2 separate regions of the Mus musculus genome follow, and region 1 is linked to region 2. A link is a contact called in public HiChIP or PLAC-seq data. All regions are on one chromosome and are shown on one strand. Each heading gives the region's core, a stretch centred on a gene start, on an enhancer-like site or on the middle of the called end of the contact. The rest is flanking DNA. Distances are from core to core; before and after follow the strand shown. Region 1 overlaps Cobll1 (Cobl-like 1). Region 2 holds the start of Cobll1 (Cobl-like 1).

Region 1 (4,448 bases), core at 281-2,780, 77 kb before region 2:
AATCATGGACACTAGAGAACAAGACTAACTTCACATCTGAGTTACTTTCAATGTGGAGCTGACCAGCAAGGAAAGGCAGCACAAGAGGACTGTCCACACTGGCTCAGCTGACCTCTCCCTCGTCCACAGCACTAATGGCAGTCCCAGGTCTAAGTCAAGCACTGAGCTTGGCCATCTCAGCCCTGCTGAGTACTGTTTCACGCCTGCCAAAGCTCTCCATTCTTATATAAAACTTCCCCTAATGCTGTGACTCAAACTAAACCTACAGTGAACTCAAGCAAGACTCCCCAGCCCATTTTGAGTCTTCTCAGCCTCTTATACCTAATGGCAACTCATTACCAAACACTATAGGCTAGTTTGTCTAAAAGCGAGGAACCTGTGCTGCTTGCTCCAGATCCTCAGCTACCGTCTGCCTAACTCAGCCATCACCTGCTGCTGATAAGGCTCTCATTACCTCCTGTCTTCTGCTGTCTCTCCTCTCCCTTGAAATCCATTCTCTTCACAGCAGTCAGGGTCACTTCCTAAATGTCAATCAGCCCCTTACATATCTCTGGTCCTCCGATGGTTTTCCTTGCACTGATAATGAATTCCAGAGTCCTTTTGTTCCCTTTAGAGGCCCCCCCACACCCGGGAGGTGTTCCTTCTGTTTCAGAACACCTGCAACAGCACCCGAAAGCTGACAAAGGCAAATTCCTTCTCCAGAACTACATAAGCAATGTCAGGGGTAGGGTGGCCCACGCTCCACAGCCTTCCACAGCTGAGCAGCTTGACATAGGAAGTGTGAGCTTTCCTATGGTGCCTGGTGACTATTCCATAGGTAACGCACACCAGTAACTGGCTTTCTCAAACAGTCCCAGTGCCTTCACATCTGGCCTTGGATTAAGGAGGGGAGGAGAGTAATGGGATGTGTAGAGGGTAGAGGATGATCAAAATACCTTACACGTGTATAAAAGGTCACAGTGAAGCCCTTACTATACATATTCAATATAATAATAAACTCTTATTGATCTATTCCCAGACCTCTCAAAAGATATATCAACCCCAGTCCTACCCAGTATATCCTCTCAGAACAGGACACTGACCTCATCCTGTCTATCACTACTACAAATTACCTTGCTCATGCCTGTAGTTGGTCACTGTTTAGTGTTCAGATAAACACCCCCTGAAAGTTGGGACTTGGACCCTCGCATTCTCTCTTGTGCCAGTCCCTAGAAACTAGGCTGGCACAGAAGGGGAATTCGATCTGTATTTGCTGATTTAACTGAGGGATGCATTCATTTCATACTGCCAGAGAAACTTGGGTGGGTTGCCTGGAGCAGTGTATTCTGTAACACATCACAAGTTGTCACAAACGGAATTGGTCACTCAAAGCCCAAAGACACACAGGCAGGCAGGCAGGCAGACACACACACACACACACCACACACCTTAGAATGTTTGTACATTTTCTACTACTTAGGCAAAGCAGGGCTTATATGCAGAGTGACACAGATCAAGAGTAGAAATTTCTCTCATTCTGCTCAGGCAAGTAATTGACCCAAGGCAACATCAAAGATCTATGAGTCAGACTAGAAATGTCTCGGCTATAGTGTCCCTTGACTACCCAATGAGAATCATGATTGGTATCAAAAAGGAATAATCTAATTCTGTGTTCTCCATCCTCTTTCAAGGCTGTGACTCATCCTTTCCTGACATTTGGCACTACAAAGCAAATACAAAAACAATGGGTATTCTCTACACCAAAGCAAGCAAAGCACCTACCCAACCATCATCTACGTCCAACAACAAATTCCAATAAAGGACGTATGAAACAAAATAGTGTTATCCAACATCCTCAAGAAGAAACACTTGAATGTGTTAGAAATTATCTTAGCCAGATATGGTGGTCCAGGAGGCTGATGCAGACATTTGACAATGGTCCAGATAACGTAGCAAGACTTTGTCTCAATTTAAAGAGGAGGAGGAAGACAATGACAACAAAGTTAGGAAGAAGACTATGAAGACAATGATGCCAGAGGAGGAGGGGAAAAAGATGGTCTTAATTAGGGTTTCTAGTTCTACAATGAAACACCATGACCAAAAAACACTTCCATATCACTGTTCATCATTAAAGGAAGTTAGGACAGGAATGCAAACAGGTTAGAAACCAGAACCTGATGCAGAAGGCAAGAAGGGTTACTGCTCACTGTCTTGTTCCTCATAGCATGCTCAGCCTACTCTCTTGTAGAACCCAGGGCTACCTGCTCACCTCCTCCATCAATCACTAATTATATAAATGCTCTGCAGGCCTGCCTACAGCCTGATCTTTATTCAGGCATTTTCTCAACTGAAGCTCACTAGTCTCCAGTGACTCTATCTTGTGATGAGCTGACATAAAGTTATACAGCACAAAGAACCGTCTTCAGTGTTTCCAGATGTGCAGTAACACGTCTTCATAACACCATGAGGTTAAGTACTACTGAAGGAACTCCTACGCGGGAAGGTTGGGGAGGCTGCCTAAAGGCACCTGGCTAGTCAGGACAGAGCAGAGTTTTAATCCCAAGTTGGCTGGTTCCCATGCTAGGGCTCTCAACAGCTATAGCATAGCACTCCTTTGGGAGCTCAAGAGAGTCGTACAGAATAAAACCAAACCATGGCCCACCAAGGCCAAGCAGCAGAGGAGAAAAGAGTACAGTCCATGGATATCTACCGCTAAGCCTTATGCAGACATTTAAAATTTTTTTTTCATTTAATCTTATGAGGCAGTTTTCATTATACTTTAAGTATGGTTTATAGAAATGGAAGAAATTTGTCCCAAGGCTTACAGAATGTACTATGACCACAAATGAATGCCAAACTCCCAAGGTTTAACATAGGTAAACTAAATAAGGTCTTCATCTCTTGTGTTTGCTGCCTTGTATGATGTATACGGAAAGTCAGGGAGTACCTAAAACTCGGTTCTAGAAAGACAGAGTAAGTCGGGTAGGTAGGCAAGTTGGATCAGTGGGTAAAGGCCATTTGCTATATGAGCCTAACACGTGACTTGAATTCCCAGAACACATGTAAAGAGGGAACCACCTCCACCAAGTCCTCCTCCAACTGCCTCACAGTGGGAATGTATACATGAACACACATACACTAACAAAGTAAGTATTATTTAAAGTGCAATAAGAATCATGGCTGGAGGGAGTGTTGACTCCTTTCCCAGAGAGCCTGGGTTCAATTCCTAGCGCTCACATGATAGCTTACAACCATTTGTAATTTATACATGTGCTGTACAGATATGTATGTGCATGCAAACATATAAATTAGTAAATAATTTTTTAAAAAATGGTTTAAAATTCACTAATAGCAATAAAAATCTGGTTGGTCCCACAACTTATTCCTATTAATAAAAACACAAGGAGAGATAACTAGGCAAAATTTAGAATATGTTTTCTATTTGTACACTAAAATTTAAGTATAAAAGGCTTATTTTAGATATTCAGCATCTACTTTTACCGTTTCAAGGGGGTAAATACTTTACTCTAAAAGATGCAAAGAAAAAGTTACTGATCAAAGACAAAATGTATCCATGCGTAACTTTCTTATGATCTGACATAACAAATAGATGCAAAGAAATATTTATCTGAAGCATTAAAATGTTTGTCCAAGTATTTTACTAGTCAAACATATGGTAGGCAAGAAAGTATAAAAATTAATCATGAGATTTTTAAGTATTTGTGTGTGCATAATAAGCAGCAGGAATGAACTATCTTCCACACAAGCAGGAAGATAGGGTAGCCAACCAAAGAGTGAAGGAAAACAATACACTGAAGTCACAATCTCAACAGCAAACATGGACTTTGGTAGATATCCAGCAGCATCCAGTCGCTGTTTGCATTGTGTTAAATCTGTGCTGGGGAGTGGTGCCGGGGAGGATAAATCAAATCAGTCAGAAAGAGAAAGAGAAAGAAAACTTGAAATGATTTTCCAGAACAGTTATCCCATCTGAGAGTTCTGACAAACACTAACACAGAGAATGACCCGAGAACGGTGTGTCAAGAAGGGTTACAATCTAAAGCAGCATCTATGACATCAACCAACCAAACGCTAGTGTGAATGTAAAACATGAACTCTTACATGTTTACATCAAAGCCGTACAAGGTAAGATATTTGGCGCCAAATGTTAGACAAAAGTTTCTCAGGGACAATTCATCAAAGATTTAAAAATAAGCTAAAACTTTAAAGTCTTGATAAACTGACTTAAATCAGAATTTAAAACTTAGTTACGTGAAAGTTAAGAAGATGAAAAGATAACCCAGAGGAAAAAAGAATTTGCACATCTATAACCAACAAAAGCAGACCAATAATGTAAACCCAAGAACTGAAGCTCCTCCAAACAGTAAGATGTAGTCCAATTATAAAACGAGGGGAAGGTTTGAGCCCCTAGGTAAAGAAGAAAGTCATCCCAGGCTGACCACAGAAAT
Region 2 (4,417 bases), core at 4-2,503:
GCAAAGAGGCTACATGACAGCAGTGAGGCGGTCTCACCTAGGACAGGGTTGTGTAGCTTGACCATTTACTACGACAAAGGTTATTCTCAAGTTCTCCTTGGCCCTTGCAGGACTACCTGTTCCCACCACTGTTTACCCAAACGTTTAACAGAGTGATGTTTAGCATATTTGGCAGGAAGGCATGCTTCATTTAATATTAACTCACCATGTGACAGCCCCTTCCCTTCCAATCGCTCCTCAAACACGTGACGGTAAAAAAAAAAAAAAAAAAGTATAGGTGTTTGCCAATGCGACTGACTTCGCACTCGGCTTTGGCATCACCAATTGGCCAGAAGCACATACACACACACACCCCCAGTCAGAGGCGAGCACCCCGCCTGCTCCCGGAACTGTCAAGCCGGGCTGACAGCTGGCACACCTTGCTGCGCCCTCCGTGGACTTTCAGGAAGCCCCTTCCTTGCAGTCACCTTGACAGAAACCATCCTCCTGGGCTGGAGCGCTTGGCTGTGGAAACTTTTCCTTCCTTTCCCGGAGCGCGCTTACAGGTGTCGTCCCCCCCGCCGCTACAGAGCCCCAACAAGGGGCCCTTTGTTACCACTTTTGCTCCGGGACTCCTCACCCAACGCCTGCCATTCGCCTGGCCTTCCGTAACCCCGATCGGAAAGCTTGCCCAAAGTACCGAACCCCCCACCCCGACTCGTCCGGGAGGACGCAGTCTCCCGCCCGCGTGTGGGTCGGCCCGGGAGCCCGGCGGCCCCGCGGGGAGCTCGCCTCGGGCAGGTGAAGCGCGCGAGGCCTCGGCGGCCGGGAGGGAGGCTTACTTACCCTGCGGAGCCCGCGGGCTGCATGGCGGGGGTGCGGGGCGCGCTGCGGGGTAGGGGATCCGGGACGCTGCGGTCCATCGCGCTGCTGGCCGCGGCGCGGGCTCGGGCTCGGAGGCGGCGCGTCACTGCTAGGGTGGGAGAGGCCGGCGGGTCAGGGCGGGAGCGGCCGGGCCAAGAGCCCGCCTCGACCCACGGCAGCCAGGGGCGGCCCCGCCTCCCCGGGGCGCTTCCACCTGCCGGTCGGTCCCTGCCCGAGGGCGCCGCGACGACGGCTACAGGTCCCCGCCCCGGCCGCAGCCCGCAGCCAGTCCCGGGCGAAGGGGCGGCGCGCGGCAGCCCGGGCTGTGAAGGAGGAGGAGGAGCGGACCGGGCGCGGGACGGTCGCCACGCCCGCAGTGCTTGGGCTCCAGCGGCCCGCTGCGCACCAACTGAATCCCGTGCAAACTTTTCCGGAGGAGCTGCGAACCACAGCGCCCCCGCCTTCCCAAGCCACTGCCCGCTTTAGGGGACCCGGCCCGTCCAGGCTCCGCTCCTCCCCCGCACGGCTAGCTCGGACGCCCGGAGCGAGCGCGCGGCGGAAAGCGGCCGGCCCCCGGCCGCCGCGCCCGCGCCCCAACTCACCCTGCCCCATGGCCCTGCCGGGAGCCCCGAGCTCGCAGCCGCCTCGGCCACCTCGCTCTGCAGAAGTGAGGGTGACGAGGTCAGCATCGGAGCGAGCAGAGCAGCCAGCCGGAGAGGGGACGGGTAGGGCGAGCGGGCGGGGACGTGGAGCGAGGAGGAATTTCCTACCCCACCCCGCACCCCTCCGCGGAGCACGCGGCTTTTAGGTACCGCGGGGGAGGCCGGTGGAGAGGAAGCGTCTAGGCTGCTCGTTTTAGTCCCCACTGACACTGAGTAGCTTTGGGAAGCCTCGCGAACCCAAGAGGAAGAGTGGGCGGACAGGGAGGCTACCTGGCCAGCAAAACCCCAGGGAGGACCCAAGCTGTAGCGGAAGTGAGGAGAGCTCATGGACCGAGTCCTGCTGATTGACCACCTGCAGTCTGACCTTCGAAGTGCAGGATTTTCTTTTTAACCTTACTGACCCCTACGGTTGCTAGCCCTTAAAAGGCACCTCTGACATTGTGATCTTTTTAATCCCTGGCAGGTTTAAGCTCGTCCAGTCTTCCCAGACATGCCTCTCTTGATGTAAACAGCCAACAGCTGGGATTTGAGGACTGGACGTTCTCATGATGACAGTCTATAAGCTAAGAAAGAACAGCAGAGATTTAGTGGCCTCCTGGAAGTTTCACAGGAATAAAGGAATCTCAGACAGTGCTTGCTTGTTTGTAGTTTCGGTTCCTGCAAGAGTTCTTCTCAGAGGAGACGTGCCACCTGACAACCGGGTGCATATTGTCTCCTTACCCTTAGACCCTTGCCAACTGTTTTAAAGTAAATCATATTGATGAGTCCAAAAGCGAACATCAGGAAATAATGCTAAATTAAAAATATATAAATGGATACCTCAAGTGGCAAATCTGTAGGCATAAAAACATGATGTAGGATAACAAAGGACTTAACATTTTTGGTTCACATTAAAATTAAACTAGTATTTATAACCCGTGCTTAATTAAAGGTTCTTTGTTGCTCATTCATTACAACCACCACCAATAATTTCTGGAACCAAAAGTACTAACTACTACTCCACATAATTGGATTTTGTCTCTTTCCTCTCCCTTGTGGTGAATATGGTCTCAGTACATCTTTGAATATGAAATGGAGGTGAAGATCGTGGTGACTTCTGCGATGACTGTGTTAGAACTCTATCATTAAAAGTTGCTTTTAAATAATTTGACTAATAACGAGGCAATTGTTTGAAATGGATCTGGATTTTAGACTTTAAATAATAACACTGGTTTGACAAGTTCATGAATCCTTTCTGACCGTAAATGGATAAGCAGATTTACAGCTGTTGCATAGACAGGCTGTAAATAGCAAGGAACACTGAAACTACTTAAAGTTTATAACTTTGAATCACAGGATCAAGCACTTAATTAGTTTCAACCTTGATTTATGGCATCCTAGTACTATTATGGATTCCAGTTAGGCTAATCTTTAAGAGATTTTTACAACATTTCGTAACTGCTGAGTGCAATTTTCATGACACCACTTTTCCCTTACATCCTTTTGTTCTTGGGCACCGGGCAGGGTCATACTTTCCACACACTGAAATTGAGCCTACCCAAATGGCTTGCTTGACAAGTGAGATGTTTCATTTCCTGGTAGAATCACGTTAAGGAGAGTGCTGAGCCTGCTGTAACCTACTCTTGTCATCCTGCAGAGATGGGTCAAGATGGAGGTGACACTAAGTTGAAGGATCCTAAATATGTTACACTATTACCCTGAGCACCTCTTCTTGGAGAGGCTCGGGGTTTGCAGCAGAATCCCCCAAAGCACTAATTATCTATTTTGAGATTAAGTCAATAAACTGTTCAGCATCTTTCAGAACCAAGACTATACTTCATATTCTTATACATTACTGTCTATGCTGTAATCTTGTAACTGCATAATTTATCGGCAATGGTAATCATTGTTTTTAAATAACCCCCCTTTTTTTTAACATAATGCTGGAAAACAGCCCCTTCCCAGTCCCTCTGAAAGTTGTCCAAGTCTGTCCAGATGTTGCTCCATTTTCTTGTTTGGAAATCTCCCCTCCAATTTCATCCAATCATCATCAATGCAGGGATTGTCTCAGATATTATCACTTTGGAATAATAGCACGGATAGAAATAGCCCTTTCTCTCTTCAACTGATTTGATTGTTAGGTGGACAACGGCTGCTGCACCTGTTTCAGTTAGCTTTTCATTGCTGTGATCAAAATACCACACAACAGCAGGGGAGTGGGACTGATTTCAGCTCCCAGTTTTAGGGACTTAGAGGTATCTGCTCATCAGGTCAGGAATGGTGTGATGGAGAGCGGCAGTCCATGCATGGTGGCCAGGAAAACGAGAAAGGCATGTGCCAGCACTGGGCTGGCTTCCTCCTTTTTTTCAGGTTTTATTTCCTATGAGCCCTTAACCCAAGAGAAGGTACTGCTCACAACTGGACTGGTTTCCCCACAGCAGTTCATCTTTCTAGAACTGTCCTTGTCCACAGCTCCATGGGTATGGTTTTATTAATCTGGGTGATCTAAGTTCAGGAAAATGGACAGTGACAACTGACTGTTACACAGACTAGGAGGGGTTTGGATAGAAGAGGCTTTGCGCGCACCCTTGTCTTCTAAATGCAGCTCACACCACAGAAGACAGTCTGCAAATATTTGTGGAATAGGGAAATGGAAGAAATCTTAAAGATTTCACTTAAGAGATTTGTTGTGTGACAAAACTTTTCCCCGGGGAGATGCAACACATATCTACTCACCCCAATTAGGAAACCTGAAACAGACCCAAGTACAGATACCACTAAAGTCTGATTTGGTGAACCAATGAGTTTGATTAGGGTTACTTACAGGAGCAGAAATTACTCCAAACACTTGTATCCCAAAAGCCCACCCCATGGAACACACTGAATAGCCTACAGGCAGCTCCACAATTAGGAGATGTCCTTTCTAGGTACGT

Evidence for each region. HiChIP or PLAC-seq counts read pairs in DNA pulled down with a chosen protein or histone mark.
Region 1: a contact with region 2 is called in an H3K27ac HiChIP or PLAC-seq map of extraembryonic endoderm stem cells. The contact joins the enhancer-like site here to the promoter of Cobll1 in region 2. A contact is called at or near these places in 1 of 39 promoter capture datasets (liver), 1 of 15 datasets of contacts at CTCF or cohesin (the NIH/3T3 cell line), 40 of 484 Hi-C or Micro-C datasets (the AML12 cell line, CD4 T cells, CD8 T cells and 28 more), 14 of 115 datasets of contacts at active chromatin or transcription factors (the 230-238 cell line, CD8 T cells, cardiomyocytes and 9 more) and 3 of 9 other capture datasets (adipose tissue, liver and pancreatic islet).

The regions. Positions count from the first base shown.
Region 1 is chr2:65,160,336-65,164,783 of GRCm38.p6, forward strand. All of the region lies in intron 1 of Cobll1 (Cobl-like 1), which reads right to left. Among named protein-coding and RNA genes, the nearest start is that of Gm13594, 71 kb to the right of the region's middle. Within about 2 kb of position 1,531, at least 21 of the 459 cell types and tissues checked have an H3K27ac peak or open chromatin away from gene starts, as enhancers often do. A contact at or near this core is called in the N1E-115 cell line, Th1 cells, extraembryonic endoderm stem cells and 1 more, where this site is marked.
Region 2 is chr2:65,237,538-65,241,954 of GRCm38.p6, forward strand. Cobll1 (Cobl-like 1) reads right to left here and starts at 1,254. Exons shown (of 14, transcript NM_177025.6): 1 at 826-1,254. The coding sequence starts at 902. Gm13594 (a long non-coding RNA gene) reads left to right here. Exons shown (of 2, transcript XR_001783320.2): 1 at 1-545; 2 at 1,969-2,659.